Linked DNA regions of Rattus norvegicus: region 1 is linked to region 2. The links are chromatin contacts, called in public Hi-C maps. All regions are on one chromosome and are shown on one strand. The core of a region is the stretch at or near the end of the contact, and the rest is flanking DNA. Distances in the headings are between cores, read along the strand shown.

Region 1 (5,980 bases), core at 1,254-3,753, 240 kb after region 2:
TAGGGATTGTTGAAATGGAACAGTATTTCTAACACACAATAGTGTAGAAAAGTTCAATAACAGAGTCCAAGAGAATAACTGAGATCACAGAATCCATCTTGTTTCTGCCAGAAACTTTAAAGGACCGATTCACCATCAGAACCTTCCTGTCCACACAGGGAAGGCAAGGGAGGACATGTGGCAAACCCAGCCATGCTGGGCCACACAGGTCAGCAGGAACTCCATCTCAATGCTGAGCAGAGATCTCACTGAAACCAGTACCGTGAAGCATTGTGGGTCCCCCTCAAAGACAGAACTTCACTTCTCCCAGCTCCAGGGATAAGAGGCTCCACCTTCATTTGACAGAACTCAAACTCCCAACTTCACAGTTTCCCGAAGGCTCACAGAAAGGTTGTACCTAAAACTAACTGGTAATTATACATAATCTATGTTGCATTTAAATTTTAAGATATGCTAAACTTAAAAGGGAAAAAATTAAATATAGAAAGCTTTCCTATCCGAAATTGCTGTTTAAATAATTCCATCCAAACGATTCCAGAAGTTACTTCTAAATGGAAAAACTTGAAATGGGGGAAGAAAAAACACTATTCCAAGAGATCATTCACTTCTGTAAGGTTTTAATAAGAAGGTACAACTTCAAATATCCACACGGGCACCTCCTTCTTGAAAAAGACTCTGTGTGTGTGTGTGTGTGTGTGTGTGTGTGTGTGTGTGTGTGTGTGTGTTCTCTTCTGTCCTCATTTGGGTCCGTGGTATGATTGATATATTCGATCTGTCAGTAAACTTGGAACCTAACACTGGAGGTCAAAAACAAATGAACTGAAGAAACTCAATTAATATCTATGAAAAGCGGGACAAGGGTGTCTGAAGGTGGGGGAGAGAGAGTGTAAAAAGCCAGTGACGGGGCCCATGTTCTCACCCGTGTCCACAGGCACATTACAAAGCTCCTACTATTCTGGGACTGGAGCCGGGTTTTAACCCATCCACACTTCCTTGCCAAAACATACACTATGCATAGTCTAACACAGTCTGCAACTGTTAGACGGCTGCCTTGCTACAGCAGCCCAGCAGCACACGGAAGTCGTGTCCTGTAAGGAAAGAGTGCAACGTGTCAGTAGAAATGGGAGTTTTGGACTGTCAGCAACTAAGGCAGACTATTGCTCTCCAACACATGAGCCACCAAAAAAATCGAAGTTTGGAGCAAGGATGTCCTTGCCTGTTTTCCTTTTTCTTCTCCCCCTTCCCCCCCCCCCAATAACCTCCACCCCTTTCTCTCCAACAGCCTTTTTTCTTAAGGTGCAAAAGGGAGGAATCGGAAATAGACTAGATAATGAGGTCCACTCCAGGACTGATAAAGAACTCCTGGCAACCTATAGTCCCTTGGGATGGGATGCTACTCTGAGAACAAGAGGAGTAACTTTCAGTTTCTGTAACCTCACTCCCGGCACTGAGCAAAAGTCATTGATTGCCCGCAGAAAAGGCAACCTGCACTCCCATCCCCGTGCCCCATTCCTAATCCCATCCTGGGCTAGCAAGTAAGAAAAACCTGCTAAAGCCCCTCTCAACGTGCACAGGGGTTGGTCAGGGCGCTGCAAGGGCAGAGGTCTGCACCGCAGCCGGGGCGGCCGCTCCTCCGGAGGACTCGCCGACGAGTTCTGAAGTGGGACCCGGCGCGTGGCAGCCGGCGGAGGTGCGGCACTTACCCCCGTTCACTCCGACCGACGGCTCCAGCTTAGCGGCGCCGATCGCCACCACTATCCCGACCATGAACCATTCTTTCCTCACCCTCTCCAGCAGCCTCATATTTGTTAGGGCGGGTGGGTTTTGTTTATTTGTTTGGCTGGCTTGATTTCCAAATTGCGATCCCTAAATCCCCGGGGCGTCTCCACACTTTCCTCGGTCCCTCCAGACATGCAGCAGAGCAAGTCAAATTGCTACTCTTAAACGAAAGACCGAGGGGTGGCTCGGGCGGCTCCGAGGCGGGCTGGGAGTAGTAGTATCCAGTGACGGGAAAGCCTCGCTGAGCGCCGCCATCACTACCACGCGCCTCCGAATAGACGCGCACTCGGGCCGAGGACTCGGGAGCAGGGCACGTAGAACGGAGACACACCCACAACAAGCGAACGAGGAGGATGCAAGGGAGACGAGTCACGGGTTGCACTAACAGGACCCGCTGCGGTGCACACATGACCAAGCTTGGGGTGACCCGCGGTGGGAGAAAAGCACGAGGCGTCCCAGACGCCCAGCCTCATTATGGTGTCGCTGCAGTAAATCTACAGTGACGGAGGCCCGAGCCCCGAGGCATGCCTCGCAGTGAACGTCTCTCGCTCGACTCTGAGCCCGAGAGACGCGAGACGTGCGCCTGGCCGGTACCGGGCTGCGCCGCGGCGATAGCTGCGCGCGCCAGTGCCGGCGGTTCTCATGCGCGCATCCTCGGGGCATTACGGCGACGGCCGACGTCGCGTTGACGTTGCGCGGGGGGAGGGGAAGCCATTCGCGGCCTCTGGTTCTCGGCGGGAGCGGCGGCGGCAGACGCGTGTGGCGACCGGCGCGGGAAAGTGGCTTCCTAGTTGGGGGAGCATTAACCCCGTGGGTAGGTTGAAAATCGGTGGCCGAGCAGACTTCCTGGACGGTAGGCCCCCCGCCTTCCCGCAGCAGCGGCGGGAAGGCGGGGAAGGCGGGCCGGGCCTTCCCGCCAGGTCGGTGGCCTGCCCGGGCCTTTCTGCCCGACCGCCTTCCCGGCCAAAACCCGCCTCGGGAGTGGGGAGGACGGCCGGGATGGAGCAAATCTTCCCTGGGGGGCGGTGAGAGAGCGACCCAAGCTCCTCCCTACCCGTGTGCCGCGCGTGGGCGGGCGATTCTGGAGGCCGCGTGGTGCGGGCCTTGCCTGACCCCGAACCACTAAAGCAACAGGACAACTGAGAGGGGGCCAGGAACTCAGAACAAAAGCAGTGAGGGCAAGATGCAGGGTGGAGGGTCTGATGTCCGCCCCCCTCCCCCCTCGGCTTCTTGCATTGCAATTTGGCGAATCTATGACATAGTTTCACAAATGGTCTTCCGAGCATCAACCCTTCCTCTTTATGCACCCAAAGAAAGAAAGGAACAAAGTATTGTGGGACATTTTGAAGCAGCCTGGTTATCAGCTACTTGAATAGTTTACTATGGAACGTAACGTTCGAAAGAAAGAGATTGTACCAGACTTTCATTCTGAATGCATTCAAAGCTTGAAAGAGACTCGGCATGCAATTTGCTCTTTTTAACTTTTATCTTGCTGACATGACTCGCTATCCAAAAACTAAGCTGCTTTAAGCAGTTATGCTATCAGTTCTCAGTTGCACAGCCCCCACTGCCGGGTCATTACGCATCAGGCAGCAAGAAGAAAAGCTAATCTCAAGATAAAAAGAACTTAATAGGGAGACACTAAACAATTTACCAGGCAAAAGAAGTACATGAAATGTGATAAAGCCTTATTATAAGACAGTCACAAGGTAAGTGGAGTTTTAGGAAGCAAAATTTATAACAATTTTCTTACAGTAATTTTTCTCGGTTCAAAAGAAAAAAATCTGCCTCAGCCATCGAATACTCTCAAATTAAAAGGTCATCACAGAGATAGTGCTGGCTTAAGTAAGTCTGCTCACAGATTCTTTCTAGAGATCTCAACCTGTTTAGAACAGAATTTTAATTCATAGAATATTTTGACGTTAGTTCATTGTGAATTGTATTGTCAAGGACTGTATTAGTTTGCTAGGGCTGCTATAACAAATAGCCCCCTCGGAGGTAGCTGTACTCAGACAATAGACATGTTTTACTGTTGCAGAATAAGAAAGTCCAGAATGGAGTTGTTGGAAGGCCATGTGTTCTAAAGGCTCTTTCCAGCTTCCCTTGACTGTCGGTATTCCCTGGCTTCCTTGATTTAAGGTTCTGATGCTCCAGTCTCTGCCTGGTTCGGCATCACATTCCCCTCCATGTTTCACATGCTGCCCTCTGCATCCATCTTCAACATTGCCTTTTTCTGCATGTATCTTTAAAAGACACTTGTCCCTGGATTTAGAACCTAACCAGAATAGTGGGTCAGATTCCTCTAGATTAATTATATGAGCCTGTATCCTTTCTCAAATTAACTGTTCGGTACTGTCCCCTATAAAAGGCACGTGGTCCAATGACCTCGGAACTTGGATGTAGAAATCAGATGTTTGTGGCTATGATCAGCAGCGGTTCTTCAGAATGTCATGAAGTATAAGTACCATGTAAGGTGGAAGCAGAAACTGGATTGAGATATCTATAAGCCAAAGTATTCTATGAATTACTGACAACCACTAGAAGCTAGGAGGGAGTTGTGGTACAGAATTTTATTAAGACTTCTGGTAGAAACCTTCATACTTCATAACTTCCTGAACTATAAGAAAATCGGTGTTTTATAACCCACCCCCAGCCCTTTCACAATGCAGTTACAGCAGCCTGAGGAAACTAATACAATAATATTCACAGGTGCTCGTGTGCAGTAGTCCTAGTGGCTTTTCTGTTCTGTTCTGAGACCCAGCAGCTGTCACCGGTGAGCTACTTGGAAGGCCCCTTTGGCGAGCTTGTAGAGGAGCTTGAGACCTTCACCGTCCCTGCGACTCTTACCAGCGGGAAGGAAAGATGGTTGAAGCAGATCGCCCAGGAAAGCTCTTCATTGGTGGGCTCAATACAGAAACAAATGAGAAAGCCCTGGAAGCAGTATTTGGCAAGTATGGACGGATAGTGGAAATACTTTTGATGAAAGACCGTGAGACCAACAAATCAAGAGGATTTGCTTTTGTTACCTTCGAAAGCCCAGCAGATGCTAAAGATGCAGCTAGAGATATGAATGGAAAGTCTTTGGATGGAAAAGCCATTAAGGTAGAGCAAGCTACCAAACCATCTTTTGAAAGTGGCAGGCGTGGACCACCTCCACCTCCAAGAAGCAGAGGCCCTCCCAGAGGTCTTCGAGGAGGAAGTGGAGGAACTAGGGGACCCCCTTCACGTGGAGGATACATGGATGACGGTGGTTATTCCATGAACTTTAACATGAGTTCTTCCAGGGGACCACTTCCAGTAAAAAGAGGACCACCACCACGAAGCGGGGGTCCCCCTCCTAAGAGATCAACACCTTCAGGACCAGTTCGAAGCAGCAGTGGAATGGGTGGAAGAACGCCAGTGTCCCGTGGAAGAGATAGCTATGGAGGCCCACCAAGAAGGGAACCCCTGCCATCTCGCAGAGATGTTTATTTGTCCCCAAGAGATGATGGATATTCTACAAAAGACAGCTATTCAAGCAGAGATTACCCAAGTTCTCGAGACACCAGAGATTATGCACCACCACCAAGAGATTATACTTACCGCGATTACAGTCATTCCAGTTCCCGAGATGACTATCCGTCAAGAGGCTATGGTGATAGAGATGGATATGGTCGGGATCGTGAGTATTCAGATCATCCAAGTGGCGGTTCCTACAGAGATTCATATGAGAGCTATGGAAATTCGCGCAGTGCGCCCCCTACTCGTGGGCCACCACCATCTTATGGAGGAAGCAGCCGCTATGATGATTACAGCAGCTCACGTGATGGATATGGTGGAAGTCGAGACAGTTACTCAAGCAGCAGAAGTGATCTCTACTCAAGTGGCCGTGATCGCGTCGGCAGACAAGAACGAGGGCTTCCCCCGTCTATGGAAAGGGGGTACCCTCCTCCACGTGATTCCTACAGCAGTTCAAGCCGTGGAGCACCAAGAGGAGGTGGCCGTGGAGGGAGCCGATCTGATAGAGGGGGAGGCAGAAGCAGATACTAGAAACAAATAAGACTTTGGATCAAGGTCTCCATGCAGAGAAACACAAGATGGAAAGTCTCTGTCATAACTATCAAGGACTAATAAGAGAAGTTGTGTTACCTTTTTAAATTTTCTGTTTTAAGTTCCCCTTCATTTTTGTGTTCTTGTGAAGAAAAAGTAAAACATGATTAAT
Region 2 (6,186 bases), core at 1,447-3,946:
CTCAGGTTCAGGCCAGGGAAGACTTTCGTGTAAGTAGAAAGTGTCTTTTTCCCAGAGTCAAGAGATCCATTCATGTGGCTGGACTTTGGCTGTTTTGTGCTTTCTTCTTTCTTCTACCCTTCTCCACTCCTTTCTACCCTTTCAACCCCCTAACACTGGATAGAGGAAAACGGATAGAGAGGAAAGAGGAATACCTTGCCGTTAGACTACTTCCTGCTGACTGGGGGAGTTGAGTTCAAGCTTGAGGCAAGTTTGATTTTTACTGTCAGGATACCTGGTTTCTTCTTGTTTCTTCTTTGTGTATGATTGCTTAACCAACAACAAACAACAAACCATTAATGCCCCACCCGGTCAAGTTCCAGCACCCTACCATTTACAAACCTGCTGAAAAGTCCCCTAATTCACACAATCTCAGAAACTCTCTGCTGCTTGCAAGTTCACACCCTTGCTGGAGCACGAGGCAAATCACAGCCACCCACTGTGGACGATCTGGGGCAGCCCATACTCTCCATACTCTGTACCTTGGATTAAAACAGAAACGTATTCTTATAGCACACCTATTTGTTGTTGTTGTTTTTACAGAAACCAAATTTACAAAATTGTCCCCGCACTCTTACTTGAAGAAAGAAAGAGAGAAGAGAGGTCTGGTGTGGACTCGGGTCTGAACGGCGAACGGCTCAGTGGAGGAGTGCGCATGTCATCAGGACGGATGCTGTAAGACTGAATGAAATCAAGTGCCAGAGTTAGGCACCACTCCCAAGAGCTAGCGAAATCTGCTTACACACAGAGCCAGGTGCCATCTCCACCTCTCTCTACCCTAGCGAGAACCCTTTTCTTCACCCAGGTGTCAGACAGGCGAAGCCGTTAACCTACTGAAGGTTGTGTAGTAACTCCATCAACCTTTGTGCCACCGGGGTACTGGAATTTCACTGATTTTCTATCAACACACACACGCACACACGCGCATGCACACGCACACACACACACCATGTGGGAGTAAGATATGTCTAAATTAAAACCTTTATGGTGTTACAGATGAAATCGACATGTTTGGGCAAAGCACTTTCTGATCCCTTAAACCGAGTTTTCACTTCCATCAAACAGAGATGCCATAATCTTCCGGGTGTGTTTATTGTGAGCAACAGTGGGTCTTCACACTCAGCTTCGATGCCACACACAATTCGTTTCTCAGCTGTGTTCTGAAATCTCAGAAAGCACAGCTTGTATTTTCTTTGTTTTTGAGTTCTCAACTCCAAATACAGTGACTGTCCAGTAGACTGGCACACAGTAGGAACTTAAGTATAACCTTCAGAGAAAGGCTGGTCTGAAGGTGCTGGCACACAGTAGGTACTGAAGTATAACCTTCAGAGAAAGGCTGGTCTGAAGGTGCTGGCACACAGTAGGTACTGAAGTATAACCTTCAGAGAAAGGCTGGTCTGAAGGTGCTGGCACACAGTAGGTACTGAAGTATAACCTTCAGAGAAAGGCTGGTCTGAAGGTGCTGGCACACAGTAGGTACTGAAGAATAACCTTCAGAGAAAGGCTGGTCTGAAGGTGCTGGCACACAGTAGGTACTGAAGTATAACCTTCAGAGAAAGGCTGGTCTGACTACTGCATCTGAGTAGGCACCACTTGGCTCTTCATTATTAGTTTCCTTCACAGCCCTTGGAGTGATGTATTTACTCATGGGGCTGTCTGTCCTCACTGGACTGTAATTTTCCCAGGTCAGGGCCTTTGGCTGACTTGCTCCTCAGAGTCTAGACAGTGCTTTGTACAGAGTTGCTGCTCAAGATGCATTTGTCAAATGGACAAACTCATAAAAATCTCCTATTTTGCTGTCACTGCTCTATGTGACAGTGGTTTACAAGGTATCAGAACCAGTCCAAACAGGCAAGAATTATTTGTCTTCAGAGAGCTCATCAGAGAGGAGCTCAGTTAGGAACTCCTCATGTTTTCTCCTCACAGAATTTGGCTGGGACCGTTCCTACAGGACAGCCCACTTCCTCCGGCCTCCTTTCAAACGCAGCAGAGTGAATGAGGTTTTTGGACGTGGACAAGGCTGCTTCAGAGTCTAAACTGGGGCCCTGGGGCAGAGGGGGTGGGGCTGGAAGGGCGGTGGAACCCAAGCCTCTCCCTGGGCTCTGCACCACTGAAAGGCTCCAGACGGCTTGGGCACTGGGCCAGGCTGCTGAGGTCCAGTGGGAAAGCTTGGCCAGGAACAGCCAGGAAGAAGTACAGATGACTCATTGTCCGACATCCTCCAAGGTGAAACCCAGCAGTGTGTGTGGCCGGGGTGGGGGTGGGGTGGGCGCTCTTCAGCCTTGGCGCCTTCCTCAGCCAAAATAAAAGCACCGGAGATTCAAACACACACAGCCTAGGGACACACCAGGCACACTCTCCCATTGTCCTTCCCGGCATGTCCCTGCACTTCCAGTTTTAAAATAACCTCATAGCACAATTTCCAGCTCGAGCAGGATTTCTTTTAAAAGGCAAGACAGTCTTCATTTTGTGTGTGTGTGTGTGTGTGTGTGTGTTGGGGGGAGTGTTTGGTAGAAACAAGGTACACCTTAGTGAAACTCTCCAGGCCTCTGGGCACAAAGTCAGTGTGAGAAACTTTCTGAGCATGTGTAACAGTCTCCCTCCCTCAATGTTTTTATTCAGAAGTCTGGAATCCCAAGTCCTAATTTATAGATGTGTTATTGCTTCTAGATTTCCACCAGAGGGCAGTCTTGGAAAATATTTATAAATATATATTTTATTGCTCTGTCTAGGAAATAGTGTTGTTTTGGAGAAGAGAGGCCGTCTAAAATCTCAGGGAGGGTTCTTGTCTCTCTCTTCCACAAGCATAGCTAGGAAAGCAGGCCAAATAAACTGCTCTTGCGGCCTGGCTGTCTTACACACAGGCAATGTGCCCAGCTTCCAGGGCCCTCTTCTCTGCACCAGCTCTGTCCTGAGGGCGGGGGGCGAGGACAGTCACCCCAGCAGAACTGTCAAGAACTGTCAAGGTTCCTCTGGTTCGGGTTCTGCCACACTAAGGATCAATTTCACCCTCTTTTTTCGGCAAAGCTTAGAAAAGAACCAGGAAGGATCAGAGGGGAAGCCAGAGAGGCCAAACAACTATTAATCGAGTTCTCAGGCAGGCAGCCATGGTTATTTCACTCCGTGTGAAAATGCGGGCAAATAAGGCCAACCAAGTCTGAGTCTGGGAGGATCCTGGACACAAATGTATAGCCAGGGATTCTAGTTGGTGGGAAGCACCTTCTCACACTACATCCCCACATGCTGTATAATCTAGGGCAACAGACACATTCTCTCTCTCTCTCTCTCTCTCTCTCTCTCTTTCTCTCTCTCTCTCTCTCTGTGTGTGTGTGTGTGTCTGTGTCTCTCTGTCTCTGACTCTCTCTCTGTCTCTGTTGTCTCTGTCTCTCTTGTGTGTCTCTGTCTCTCTGTGTGTGTCTCTGTCTCTGTGTGTCTCTCTGTCTCTTTCTCTCTGTCTCTCTCTCTGTCTCTGTGTGTGTGTGTGTGTCTCTGTGTCTCTCTGTCTCTATCTCTCTGTCTCTGTTGTCTCTGTCTCTCTTGTGTGTCTGTCTCTCTGTGTGTGTCTCTGTCTCTCTCAGTGTGTCTCTCTCTGTCTTTCTCTGTCTCTCTCTGTGTGTGTCTCTGTGTCTCTCTGTCTCTGACTATCTCTGTCTCTGTTGTCTCTCTCTCTTGTGTGTCTCTGTCTCTCTGTTGTCTCTCTCTGTGTCTCTGTCTCTCTCTGTGTGTCTCTGTCTCTGTCTCTCTTCAAAGGAAACCATCTTCACTGCTGAACTCCATGGCTAGGAGAGATGGAAGGAAAGACTATACTTACCACATTTCTTCATCAATGAACTTACTGGCAATAAATAAGTTAAAACTGCTATCCAGCAACTCAGATCCATTTCGGGAGCATGTCTGATGCACAACCCTCGAGTCTCCGAGCTGGACATCGTGTCATCCTGTGTGACCCCATTTCTTTCTGGAAACAGCTCTCGGGGTGGAGGGTCACCATGCTCCTCTATTTAGAGCAGCAGACAAAAGCCAGGCAAGGCAAAGTGATCTGAGCAAGGCTCTCAACCATGGTGCTAGGGTTCAGGCTGGTAGTCAGCCATTTAGTTCCTGTTGTGAGAGCATCTGCCTGTGCCAGGCTGGCTGGGGTGACTAGGATGTTCTTTGCTTGACCTCAAAAGCAGGCTGTAGCACTGTCAAGTCAGGTCCCTGAGTCCTCCAGGGTCCAGGCTAGAAAGGGAAATCCCAGTCTAGGTACTGCTTGCCTTGGTTGGTATGGGCCCAGCCTGGTGTGGCCCTTTCTAGGTGCACTGAAGCCTGCTCAAAGGTTAAGATTGCCTCAAGTACCCAGGGCCACAGCTTGTTCATGGTCCTACCCCTCCTCAGGCTCATTCTTCTGCCAACCTTTGCCCCTCTGGGGACCTCTACCTGTGAGCAGGGGACAATAACAGAAAACTGGCCTTGCAAGCTGACTGCTTCCTCCAGGGAAGGTGACAGTTAGGAGAAAGGGGGCAGCAAACGAACTGTGTAGAGCCCCACTGTGGCCTAAAGGCACTGGCGGCAGAGACAGTGGACAATGAAGTGGCAAAGAGAGAACCCTGGGCTCAGGCTGTCCTCCATGCTCAGAGGTCAGAGGTCACTTCTACAATACCGTGCTCCTCACCCTGGCGAGTCTGTTCCACACTGGTGGGAGGTACTCCCACTCAGAAAGGATGTGACCATGGTGTCAGCACCTGAGGTTAGAGATTTGGGTCCAGCAGGAAATCTATGTTTTAAACTTCTGGTACTCATAAGCAGCAGGAGCTACAAAAAGGCATGTTTCTAGTTAGTAATACCATGTGAGCCCCAGGGTCAGACCAGAATACAATATGCACGCAAGGGATGGGTCTTCTTTTACTCCATTGTGTCCAGAACCAAAGAGTGAGATAAATTAACCCTGGGTGCTGCAAGTGATCCTGGGAGGTTGGAAATCTTGCTGATTTCCTGCACTCTGGTCTTTTCTCCTCCCATTTAGGTGTTACAATTGTCTATTTACCCCAGAGACGCACCAAAGAAACCATTCTGCCCAAGTCTAGCTTGGTGAACTGGTAACTGTACTCTACTTACAGTCACGTGGGAGTTAATGGATAACTTACAGCCTTTCAAAGGCTGCCCCATTATAGAAGCTACTCCTGCATGGGCCCGTGTGTTGCTGGCTTGGCACCAGTGTCTGGTGCTATGGGGAGGTAATGCGACCCTTAGGAGATGAGTCCAAGAAGTTAGGCTCTTGATGGTGTGTGAGATTCTGGGAATTTGTCATGACCTGTCTCTCTCTTTCCTAGCCACCACAAGGTAAGCCATTGCCTGTGCCACATAACTCCTGCTAAGAGGTAGTGAGCAGTACCCACAGCTTCCAAAGCAGTTAAGGTAGAGCTTTTTTTCTTTATTAGATGATTTATCTCAGACTTTTTCTCTTAGAAAAAACAGCAATATTTTCTTTCTTTCTTTTGTGTGTGTGAATTTCTCATCATGCACCCCACTCCCACTCAGCTCCTTGTCCCTTCATACCCACCCTCCACCCTTGCAACCACCCCCAAAAATAAAATGAAAAATAAAGTAAAATAAAATAAACAAAACAAAACCATCTTGCTGTGGAAGCTGCAGTGTGTCACAGTGTCCCACGGTCTACCCTTCTGCCCACACATCTTCACTTGTTCACACATTGTTCATTGCAATGAGTCTGATTCGAGGCCTCTGACTTCTGCTACTCTGTCGATACTGGATGCTCACTGGGACTCCTCTCCGATATCCTGTGGTTGCCCTGGGTCATGGAGATCCTGTGGGACCAGATCCTTCATGCACTCCAGCAGTTCATAGATGGGGTAGATGTTGGGGTGACCTGGGCCTGGCTGGTAGGTGAGCTGGTCACCTCGCCAGCTCTCCTGAACCCACACCACCAGGATGAGCTCTTCAGTGCGGCCTCAAGTAGCTCACCCAATGCTGAGCTCTCCTGCCCGATGCCCTGAGCCGGCTCACCTAGCCCTTCACCACCAGGGCCAGTTCTACTGTGCTGCCCAGGCAAGGTGCGGGGCCCACCCTCTCGAGTGCTGCAGGCAGTGAGGGGGGCACCTCTCTCTCCTGTGCCCACGACACCTCACAGCAGATGAGTGGCAGGTATCT

Evidence for each region. A called contact is a pair of places that touch in the nucleus more often than the background predicts.
Region 1: a contact with region 2 is called in a Hi-C map of the A7r5 cell line, with 2.4 times the contacts expected there. The contact joins the promoter of Rbmxl1 here to the enhancer-like site in region 2. A contact is called at or near these places in 2 of 12 Hi-C or Micro-C datasets (the A7r5 cell line and mammary epithelial cells).

The regions. Positions count from the first base shown.
Region 1 is chr19:46,309,722-46,315,701 of GRCr8, forward strand. It overlaps Rbmxl1 (Rbmx like 1), which reads left to right and starts at 2,504. Exons shown (of 2, transcript NM_001107420.1): 1 at 2,504-2,593; 2 at 4,535-5,980. The coding sequence starts at 4,642. The coding sequence ends at 5,808. It overlaps Slc10a7 (solute carrier family 10, member 7), which reads right to left and starts at 2,032. Exons shown (of 12, transcript NM_001010948.2): 1 at 1,704-2,032. The coding sequence starts at 1,803.
Region 2 is chr19:46,074,120-46,080,305 of GRCr8, forward strand. No RefSeq gene overlaps it. Among named protein-coding and RNA genes, the nearest start is that of Reeld1, 31 kb to the left of the region's middle. Within about 2 kb of position 2,697, at least 77 of the 93 cell types and tissues checked have an H3K27ac peak or open chromatin away from gene starts, as enhancers often do. A contact at or near this core is called in the A7r5 cell line, where this site is marked.